2 separate regions of the Neogale vison genome follow, and region 1 is linked to region 2. A link is a contact called in public Hi-C data. All regions are on one chromosome and are shown on one strand. Each heading gives the region's core, a stretch centred on a gene start, on an enhancer-like site or on the middle of the called end of the contact. The rest is flanking DNA. Distances are from core to core; before and after follow the strand shown.

Evidence for each region. Hi-C and Micro-C count contacts between places; a contact is called where the count stands out from the background.
Region 1: a Hi-C map of fibroblasts shows a contact between it and region 2, with 12 times the contacts expected there. The contact joins the promoter of SOCS1 here to the enhancer-like site in region 2. A contact is called at or near these places in 3 of 3 Hi-C or Micro-C datasets (fibroblasts, muscle and tongue).

The regions. Positions count from the first base shown.
Region 1 is chr14:24,445,967-24,450,687 of ASM_NN_V1, reverse strand. It overlaps SOCS1 (suppressor of cytokine signaling 1), which reads left to right and starts at 1,895. Exons shown (of 2, transcript XM_044232745.1): 1 at 1,895-1,905; 2 at 2,462-3,603. The coding sequence starts at 2,512. The coding sequence ends at 3,168.
Region 2 is chr14:24,232,819-24,238,243 of ASM_NN_V1, reverse strand. It overlaps CLEC16A (protein CLEC16A), which reads right to left. Exons shown (of 23, transcript XM_044234081.1): 8 at 5,380-5,425; 9 at 3,840-3,893; 10 at 890-1,003. Among named protein-coding and RNA genes, the nearest start is that of CLEC16A, 34 kb to the right of the region's middle. Within about 2 kb of position 3,208, the one cell type or tissue checked has open chromatin away from gene starts, as enhancers often do. A contact at or near this core is called in fibroblasts, where this site is marked.

The sequences.
Region 1 (4,721 bases), core at 646-3,145, 210 kb before region 2:
AGTGAGAAACCAAGGCGGGGGGGGGGGGGAATCACCTGTCCAGAGTCACAGGACTAGAGAGGTGTATGCCTGAACTAGAGTCCAGGTAGCCTGGGTCCAAGATCTGGGTTTTAACCACTACCTTCTATTTTATTCATCACCCACCACAGCAAGAGCTCTGGAGGGCCCAGAGCACCTGACCACCAGCACACGCACGCCTGTCAATCCCCTCTCCCACCACCCTGCAAACCAGAGCACGCACGCCCCCCCCCTCCCCCATACACACTCTCAACCCAGAACAACGACATCAATGACCGAAGCCAGCTGCCAACAGGCACCCAGGGAGCTGATGGGGTCCTAAGCAAGGCTGGCTCTGGGTCACCCCCTGACGTTCAAGAGGAAACACAGGCAGTCTGGGGCCAGGGAAGGAAAGCGCCAAGAAGGCAGGCTAGGCTGGAGGGCCTGGCACCCATCAGGACTTCCGAGAGGCCTGGGCTGCAGCCCGAGAGCAGCCCCTAGAGGGCAGTGTGTGTCGGGGAGAAGCTGCTGGCTGAGCCCCCAGCCTGGCCTGCCTTCTGTGTAACCCAGGGTGATTCAGAGACTATTAGCCCCAGCCCTCATTTGTTCTGTCTTTCCTTCAAAAATACACATACCAGCCAGGCACTTAAGGCATGCCTTGCCACGACAGACAGGGTCACGGGATCACACGCTCAAATGTACGAATTATTGCCAGCACCTTCAAGTCTCCCGGGTCCCAAGCCACAGGTATGAATGCCAGGTGGGGACAGATACTTAACCTGGCAGTGGAAGGGGGACTCTACAAGGTGGGGGTTGGGGGAAAGGAGAGCAGGCCAGGAAAAGTCAAAGTACGTTTGTGGAATCATCACATCAATGAACTGTCTTTTCACTGGGCTCCAAAATGCGTTTGGAGGGGCCCAGCCATTCCTCTCCCCAAAATAAGAGAGGAGGGCACGGTCATCCAGAGCTCCCCAACTGCCAGTCGCTGCAGATCACAGCCCCTCCCCAGGGCCTCAGTTTCCCCAGCTGCTCTCCGGCAGGGAGCGCGAGCCAAGACCGCTGGGGACCTTGACGGCCCCGCCCGGTTTCCGAGGAACTCGGATCCGCAGTCTAGGCGCCCTTCTCGTGCCGCCGAAGGGTTCCTCCGAAGCCTGTGGTCAGGCCACCGCTTCCTGGGAAGCCCAAGCCAAGACCAGGGACAGCGAGCGACAGGCTAGAAGGGGTGCGGGGGCAGCCGCCTGAGCGTTCAGGGCTGCCGGGGTGCGGGGCGCAGGCGGTTGTGCGTGCAGCCCCGAGGGGTCCGGCGTCGCAGGCAGGACCCCAGAGTCGGGTGGGGAGGGGTCTGACTCGAGGAGAACAGAGGCCAGAAGAGCTACGGGAGACGGTGCTGAGGCACCTGGAGGGCGGAGGAGAGGGGGTGTCTGCAGCTTGGCTGCAGAAGTCTCCGACCCAGGACAGTAGTCGGGGCACAGGTGAGGGGCTCCAGGTGCAGCGGGGGCATCGCGGAGAGAAAGCGGGTCCAGGGGCGGGACCAGAGCCCTTGAAGAAGAGGGTCCTAGGACGACTGTGAGGCTGGATCAGGGGAGGAAGGGGCCCCCGGAAAGAGTCCCCAAGTGTATGCAAAAGGACCAGCCCATGCAGCTCAAGCGCAGCGCCACCGTGGAAAAAGAAACCGAAAGTGGCGCGGAAGGGCGGAGCCTGAGAGGGGTGGAGCCTAAAGGGGGCGGGACCGCCAGCGCCGGCGGGCCACCCCTCCCGGCCAGTTTAAAAGACTGGTGCAGGGGCGGGCGCGGAGCAGAGCGAGCTGCGGCCGTGGCAGCTGCACGGCTCCCGGCCCCGGAGCATGCGCGAGAGCCGCCCCGGAGCCCCCCGCCGCCCCGCCCGCGGCGCCCCGCGCCCCGCCGCCAGGTGAGCCCGGCACTAGGCAAAGAAGCGGGAGGGAGAGGGGAGGACCAGACAGCCCAGGACACAAGAAAGGACGGCCGGGGGTCGGGCGGGCCTCAGGGGCTGCGTGATGGGGTCGCGGCCGCCACGCCCCTGGCCCCCGGCGGCCCCACCCTGGCAGCCCCCCGCGCGCGGGGTTCCCGCGGCGCAGCTTCTCTGTCTTTGCCCAGTCGTTCGGACGAGGCGCCAGTCCCCGGCCTGGCCAGCAGGCGGCGGCCGTGGGGCGGCGAGCCGAGGGCTGGGTGGCCGGAGTCGGGGCACGTTTCTCCCCGCACCTCTCTCCACGCCCCCCTCTTACCCAAACTCCGAGCGAGCCGGCGGCGGACTCCGCCGCGGCCGGGCTCCCCGCCCCGCTCCCGAAGGGCTCCGCGGACCGGGAGGCCCGTTTTCTGGGTGAGCCCGCGAAGGCTCCCGGCGGCCGCGCCGACTCGGTCCTGCGCCCTCGGCCCTTTCGGGTCGGCTCCCCCGCCGGCCCCGGGCCCGCCCCGCCTCGCGGCTCACCGCCCGTGTCTCCCCCCAGCGCACCCCCGGACGCTATGGCCCACCCCTCCGGCTGGCCCCGCGTGTAGGATGGTAGCACACAACCAGGTGGCAGCCGACAATGCAATCTCCACGGCAGCAGAGTCCCGACGGCGGCCAGAGCCTTCCTCGTCTTCGTCCTCGTCCTCGTCCCCGTCCTCGGCGGCGCCCGCGGCCCCCGCGCGCCCGCGGCCCTGCCCGGCGGCCCCGGCCCCGGCCCCCGGCGACACGCACTTCCGCACGTTCCGCTCGCACGCAGACTACCGGCGCATCACCCGGGCCAGCGCGCTGCTCGACGCCTGCGGCTTCTACTGGGGGCCCCTGAGCGTGCACGGGGCGCACGAGCGGCTGCGCGCCGAGCCCGTGGGCACCTTCCTGGTGCGCGACAGCCGCCAGCGGAACTGCTTCTTCGCCCTCAGCGTGAAGATGGCCTCGGGCCCCACGAGCATCCGCGTGCACTTCCAGGCCGGCCGCTTCCACCTGGACGGCAGCCGCGAGAGCTTCGACTGCCTCTTCGAGCTGCTGGAGCACTACGTGGCGGCGCCGCGTCGCATGCTCGGGGCCCCGCTGCGCCAGCGCCGCGTGCGGCCGCTGCAGGAGCTGTGTCGCCAGCGCATCGTGGCCACCGTGGGCCGCGAGAACCTGGCGCGCATCCCCCTCAACCCCGTCCTGCGCGACTATCTGAGCTCCTTCCCCTTCCAGATCTGACCGGCCGCGCACGCAGCATTAACTCGAGCACCTTATTAGTTTGTATTATTATTATTTCCCTGGAACCACATGGGTGCCCTCCCCACCCAGGTTGGAGGGAGCCGGGGCGTGGGGGCGAGGCGCCTCCCCCTCTCCCCCCGCAGACAAGGCCGCAGACCCCTCCCCATCTCTTGGGGGGGTGCCCCTCCTCCTGGTGCTCCCTCTGGGTCCCCCCTGGTTGTTGTAGCAGCTTAACTGTATCTGGGGCCAGGACCTGAATTTGTACCTCCTACCTCTTCATGTTTACATATACCCAGTATTTTTGCACAAACCAGGGGTTGGGGGAGGGTCTCTGGCTTTATTTTTCTGCTGTGCAGAATCCTATTTTATATTTTTTACAGCCAGTTTAGGTAATAAACTTTGTTATGAAAGTTTTTTTTTTTAAAGAAAAAAAGTTTCCAGAGCATGTGCTTGGTTCAGGGGATTCCCTTGGTTGTGAGTGGGTCCAGGGCGGAGGGGTCCTCCGTGGGACCTGTGTGGCTTGAAAGAAGGTCCTGGTCCTGGGGCTGGGGAACATGCCTGGTTCCACTCCCGGCTCTCAGGGAGAGAGGAGCAGCTGGTTTGGGTATTTCGTGTGGGGTAAAATGGCAGTTGGTGTTTTGAGCACTTAAAAGTGTGCCAAACCTTCTTCTGCCTTCTGCGGGCTTAAATTAGACAAACCTATGAAGCAAGGCTCCTATCCTCGTTTTTTACAGACGAGAAAAACCAAGGCAAGGGTCCATTTGCCTGTGTCAGAGACAACACTGGGGCCTTTTTTGGCCATCCACCCAGAATGTGTTTGAAATGGATGACAGAGAGGAAACTTCTTTCATTCTGTGACCACAGCACCTTCCAGGAAGAAGGTGGGGGGGGCTTGATGAGTTTTTGGAAGGAGAAGTGGCGCATTCTGAAACTGGCGTGGAGAGAGACACATTTCAGATGGTGGGATGGCGATCAAGGGCCGGGCCTGACTTCATCCTTCCTGTCCCCTTCTCTCCGTGTACTTTTTGGTGAGCACAACACTTGGAGCCCAAAAAACGCTTTGCGGTCTGTGGTGGCAGGAGGGCCCTGTAAGCGGCTGTGGGCAATTCCCTTTGCTTCTTAGGGCCTCAGTGTCTACCTCTAAAATGGGTTTGCTGGAGGAGGTGCTTGCCGGGCAACAGGGACGAGGGGAAGCTCTCGGAAGGGGAGACTGGCCGCAGGGCACAGAGGGGCTGGCCCACGGAAAGTGCCCAGGACATGGGCTCTATGGCTACTCCCCGGCCCGTGGCCTGACAGGTCAGCCACGCTGGCGACCTGTGGGGGGAGCTGGGCGGCCACACTGGGTGAACTGACTCACTTTGGGTTTGGGGTGAAACAGCCTCACGGACAAGTTGCAGTTCATTTTTAGAAGTTGGACTGGCCCTAGGCAGCCTTGGACATGCTGATGATGGAGTGTCCTAATATTTAATAATACCCTTTCAGGCTTGAAAGTACAACATAAAATTAACGTTATCGAGAACTGGAACAGCCCAGGCCTGTCTGGGGGATTAAAT
Region 2 (5,425 bases), core at 1,959-4,458:
GCTGCGACAGATATGGGGAGACGAGGTGACTGCCAGAGGCGCCTAAAGCTGCTTCAAGGAGAGGGAACGAGGAGCAATGCAAAGGCATGCCAGGGTGCAGGTATGGAAAAGGCACAGGGACAAGGGGCGTGCTGGGGAAAAAGCAAGCTGGACCGATACCGAGGAACCCTGGAGCTCAGGACACAGGAGCAAGGTGGTAGGAGGGAAGACAGGCGAGTACACATGGGCCATGCTAGGAAAACCCTGGAAGAAATCGTGATACCGATCTCGGGAGTCTTCCTTTAGTAGAGCACAAAATGCACCAATACACACAAACCACAGACGTGCTCTATTTAGGCCACAGCTGGGGGTGATCGTTTAAAACGTGGGAGTGTCTGTATCCAAATGCAGATTTCCAGCTTCTTTGGAATCATGAGGAAAGCAGGCACTGCTGCATCCATATTCCTACTGAACTACAGGTAGAGCTGGAACAGTAGCTGCTGACTAAGGACGTATATGCTCTCCAATTTGCCCCAGTCCCCACCCTCCCCTACTGCTCTCTCATATCACACATAGATGTTCTCTGTCCAGTCTCTGTAGGTATTTGTGTCTTAGACAAGGTACCCTCTCATTCCGTCCCAGTAACATTGTCTCACAGATACGTAACTGTGGGCCCAGAGCAGTACGATTTCCTGTTCAATAACATGTGAGAATCAGTTCCCCAACCCAAGTTTTCCTGGGTACACATTTAAAGACTGATTAGGTTCCTTGAATCCCCGACCAGCTTATACATCATCACTGCCACAGAGGCAGAAGGTTGGTTTCTGGTTTTAGAGAAACACACGCGTGAGCAAAACGGGCAGCGGCTTCTTATCAAGGTCTAGGAACAGTCCCGACGCTAATGACTTACACAACTTCTCTGAACATCCTGTTCGGTCTTAGCGTACATCTCAGACAGATCACCATTCAGAATGACGTCAGCTAATGAGTTCACCAGGGGTGCGTGATGTATAATTAGGAAGACCTGGTGAGAAAGGAGACATAGGATTTGCATTAAAGCCTGCTCCCTATCTACCTCTTCCTTCCTGGATCAGAAACAACTAGGTTGGGCTACTTCATCCCTGTGTTAAGCAGCGTTCCCCATGAAGCAAAATCCAAAGAATGGGTCCCATTTAGGCAAAAGCAGCCAGGCCTCTCTCCTTCCAGGGTCGGCCCCTCCTTCGTTCGGACTGTTGCCTATTTGGCTGGCTGCTCCCCAGCGGAAGGAAGTGCATTAAAGCAAGACTGTCCCTCACGGCTGGGGGAAGCCAAATCCGGCTGAAGCGGAGCAACGTGGGAAAGCAGAAGCCAAAACAGCACACTCCTTCCTCTCCACAGGCATTTTAGTGTCAAATTTGATTATGCTAAGACTGGAAGGCACCGGCCCAACATTTCAGTTATACGGGAAGAAGGGGCCGGCGAGTCTTGTTCCAATCAAGGACTTGGCAAAGGGTCGGCTGCCCAGAGATCCCATCACTGGAATGAGCTCTGACCCCCAAGATGGCATGGCAGCGTTAGGAGGTGTGGACGCTGCGGGGAAGGAAAGCCACACGAGCCAGAGTCGGGCCTAGCTGTGCCAGCAGGCAAAATCAGCAGGGGCGGGGCTGCCTGGGATGGCCCTAGTGCCCCACCCTATTGCCTAACCTTCAGCAGACCGGCTTTGGGAATCGGGGTACTCAAAGCTGGATCAGACACACCTGCTACTTTGTTTTAAAATACAAAGACCACACCAGTGGTGCAGCACAGCTTGGGACATACCCACCATTTATACAGAAAAAGGGTGTGTGTGCACATTTGCATCTGCTTACATACACACGGAACAGGATTTCTAAACCCCCCGCACTAGTATCCGGCCATATTCTTTGTTGCGGGGGCGGGGGGTGGGGTGCAGGGGGGCTGTCGTGTGCATTGGAGGATGTTGGCAGCCTCTCTGGCCTCTTCCCAACCAGATATGTCTCCAGATGTTGCCAAACATCCCTGGGGTGGCGGTGGGGCAAAATCACCCCCAGTTGAGAACCTCCCCGCCTCCACAGGCAATGTCTCTGGAAGGGCACGGAAAACCCTGTAACTGTACTTGTCCCTGGGGACAGAAATCGGGTGACAAACCAAAAGTAGGAAGGAAACTCGGTTTTCACCTGTTTGAACTTTTTAACTTAAAGAATTTATTACAAACATAAACATTGTTAGAAAGAGAAAAAAGGATAAGAAAGAAAGGAAGAGAGAGAGAAAGAAAGAAAGAGGGAGGGAGAGAAAGCCTTGCCAGACACTGAAACACTGCTGCATCTGCGGAATGGGACTGGGTGCCTGGGGGACGGGAGTAAGAGGGAGACTTCTCCAAGGACAGCATCCCCGGTCACACTAAATTAACATGGTAAACGTGAATCTTCTTGGTTTCGTAGCTGTGCTTATCAAATAATTTGTAAGGATGCTCTGATGTAGAGACCAAAGACATGAGATTTCTACCTGATTGAAGGCTTTCACACATTTTGGGGCATCGCTATGAAAAAGCTAACTGAAAATGCAGGGGAGGGCGGGCCCTGTCACTTCAGCTGAGGATGCTGAATCGCACACTCTGCTTTTCGTGAGATACTGCACAAGCCATCCGGTGCATGAGCCGATAGGCCTCCTCCAAGGATACAGGAGCAAGGGGCTTCTCGGAGAAAGGGCGCGGCCTGAGCCCACACTCCTTAGATGGGACGCTGCCCGCGCAGCGCCCCAACAGCTACGGGGTCCTGGGAGTGTTCTCCTTGGGATTCCTGTGGCTGCGCATCTGGCTGCCCAGACTCCCAGAATCCCAAGCAGGAGGTTCGGGCAGATCTGTAACGAGGCGGCGGACAAGGGTGCCAGGGAAGCTGGGGTTTGTGCTGCGCTTGGCTGCACAGAGGGGCATTCAGAAGGAGTGGGCACTGGTGCAGGGCTCCAGGCAGACAGAGCCCCCGGGACGAGACTCCAAGGGGGAGCAAGCAGCAGGCCACGTATAGACTCCGGCTGGCTTAGCCAGCACGGAGAGGCCAGGGCTGTGACTCTTCTCGGCTCTGCCTCCATCTCCAAATGGCCCAGGGACCAAGCCAGAAGGCCATTCTCTTGGCAAAGCCAGTAAATACCCGGGCCGCTGCAGAAGTGGGAACAGAGCTCTGGTCAAACGTTCGACTACTTGACAGTCTAATGAGATGGCCCGAAAGTCTGGACGGCTTGTAATAAAAATATTTTTCAAGTTATGTAACTGGGTCACCATGGAGTTTTTCCCTTCTTGTAAATATTACATAATTATGAGAAGGAAACACGCTTGTTTAAGGAGGGGGAGCAGACAAATTGGCTCAAGACGCAAATCTGGGAATGGAGGCCGCTAGGAGGTACCTTCCAGAAGGTAATCTGGGAACTGCAACCATGTCAAAAGTCTTTAAAAACAGCCTCATAGTGGAAGTTTCTTAGAGCAAGGCTGCCGCAGGGATACACACACCAGGTCTTACGGTCAGGGGCTTACTTCAAAATGCTGTGAATAAGACCCACGCCGTCCATATTTCCGGGGTACTTAGAACACTCCTTGGTTGTTTGAAAACCTCAGTCCCCAGGTAAAGACCAAGCAGGCAAGGGCCAGGTTTGATTCACTTTCCATCTTTCTTCCAATTTCCACCCACTACCACGAAGAAGATAGCAGCCCTGCTACTGAGTGTCTGGAAAATAGAACACCCCACCCGCCTTCTCCTTATTGTTGTTTTGCTTCAAGATGGGGGACACAGAAGGAAGATGGGGTGATGTGGCCTGGTCCTCCGAAAGACCCCCCAGCGTGGCTGGGGACACACGCAGAGGAATAAGCATACCTGCGACAGGAGATAGAGAGAAACCGGCAGGCTGATCTTCGGGCGTTCTCCTCCCTGGGGAGGGTTAGGGGAAAGAGACAGAGAGAAGTCCACGTCACACACACGAGCAGCACAAAACACAGGAAGCTAAAAGCTACCTGTCTGAAGGTGAGGCGCCCTGTCCCCGACATCCCCTGTGCCCCCAAGGCTATTCTTTCCTGGTACTTGTGGGAAGGCCACTCTGCAAGATAAATTCGCAATCTAAGCCCATCTAATACCATCTCTCTCGGCCTCTGTTTTTCCACCTGAGAAATCCTTCAGCATTAGTCACAGATTAGAGGCTAGGTCCAGGAGATGAACTAGCTCCTTAAATTACCAGGAATGAGAATGTCCCCCGGCTGTGGCACAGAGCCCGCCGCCCCGCGGAGAGGCCTCTTCTCAGGAAGAGCTTTCAAAATGGGCAAGGAGGGCTTGGGGTATTCTGGCCTCGGAAAAGCCCGTTGTTTGCAGGCAACCCCAACGTGCTCCATCCTGTGTCAACCCCGAGAGGGTCTTCAGGGCCCTGCTTTGGTTCAGGCAGGTTAGTTCCCATGGCCGAGGCCACAGAGGGAGGAAAGGGAAGAAGCAGCATCTACACCCAGGTCTGAAATTTCCAAGTTCCATGCTTTCCCTCTGCCTCCCAGAGCTGCCTCTGGCAGATCTAGTTAGAGCTGCAATTTTCTCCTACTGACTGGTTTTTAGAAAGAATCTCCATGTTCCATCTCCAAAAACAAAGCTATAACCCCCTGGGACACATTTGCAAAGACTGGACACTCCCCACCCCCCCTACCCCCTGCCCCGCCCCCGCACAATAGCCAACAGGCCCTGTCCTGCCTCCTGCTGAGGTCTCTGCCTCATAACCCTGGGAAGGACTGGGCAGAAATTCTCACAGTGGGATCTGAAAAGGCCAGCTCAGAGCCACCTGGGGGACAGGTTCAAGTTGCAGACTAGTGGTCCACACAGATCCACTGAGCCAAAATCCCTGAGACAGAGAGCAGGTCCCTATGGATGTGCATTTCAACCTCCACACGGGATTCTGGGCCTAACTGTGGACAGTCACTGCTCTGGGATCTTTTCCGAAGTGCAGCCCCTCTCCTCCCATCCATTCTGTGCAAGTTCTGTGGCTGCCAGGATCTTCTGCAGATCAATTCACTCTGGCGACTATCAGAAAGAATCACCAGGAATGAGAATACCTCTAGTGAAGGAGGCAGAGAAACAAAAATCCTAAATTCATAGAGGTCCCCCCCCCTTCCTTCTGGCGTCAAAGTTCTTTCCTCATTCACTTTAACTGCTCTGCTCCCCTAAGCACATGCGCATTTCCTCCCAGGCTTCCCTCTCTCCACCTCCCCCTCCACCTCTAGGACATAAAAGGAAAGAAGAACTAGTGCACTTTGAAAGGTATCTCAAGCTCAAAGCCTTGGTCCCTTAGCAAAGTTTGGTCCTCTTCAAGGGGAACATTCTTCCCCTTCTAAAGTCAGCCTGCAGCCCGCAGGCACGGTGGGGACCAGGCGCCCAGACGCACCGTGTCCTGGTTCTCCAGCGAGTACACGTAGAGGGGCAGGAAGAGC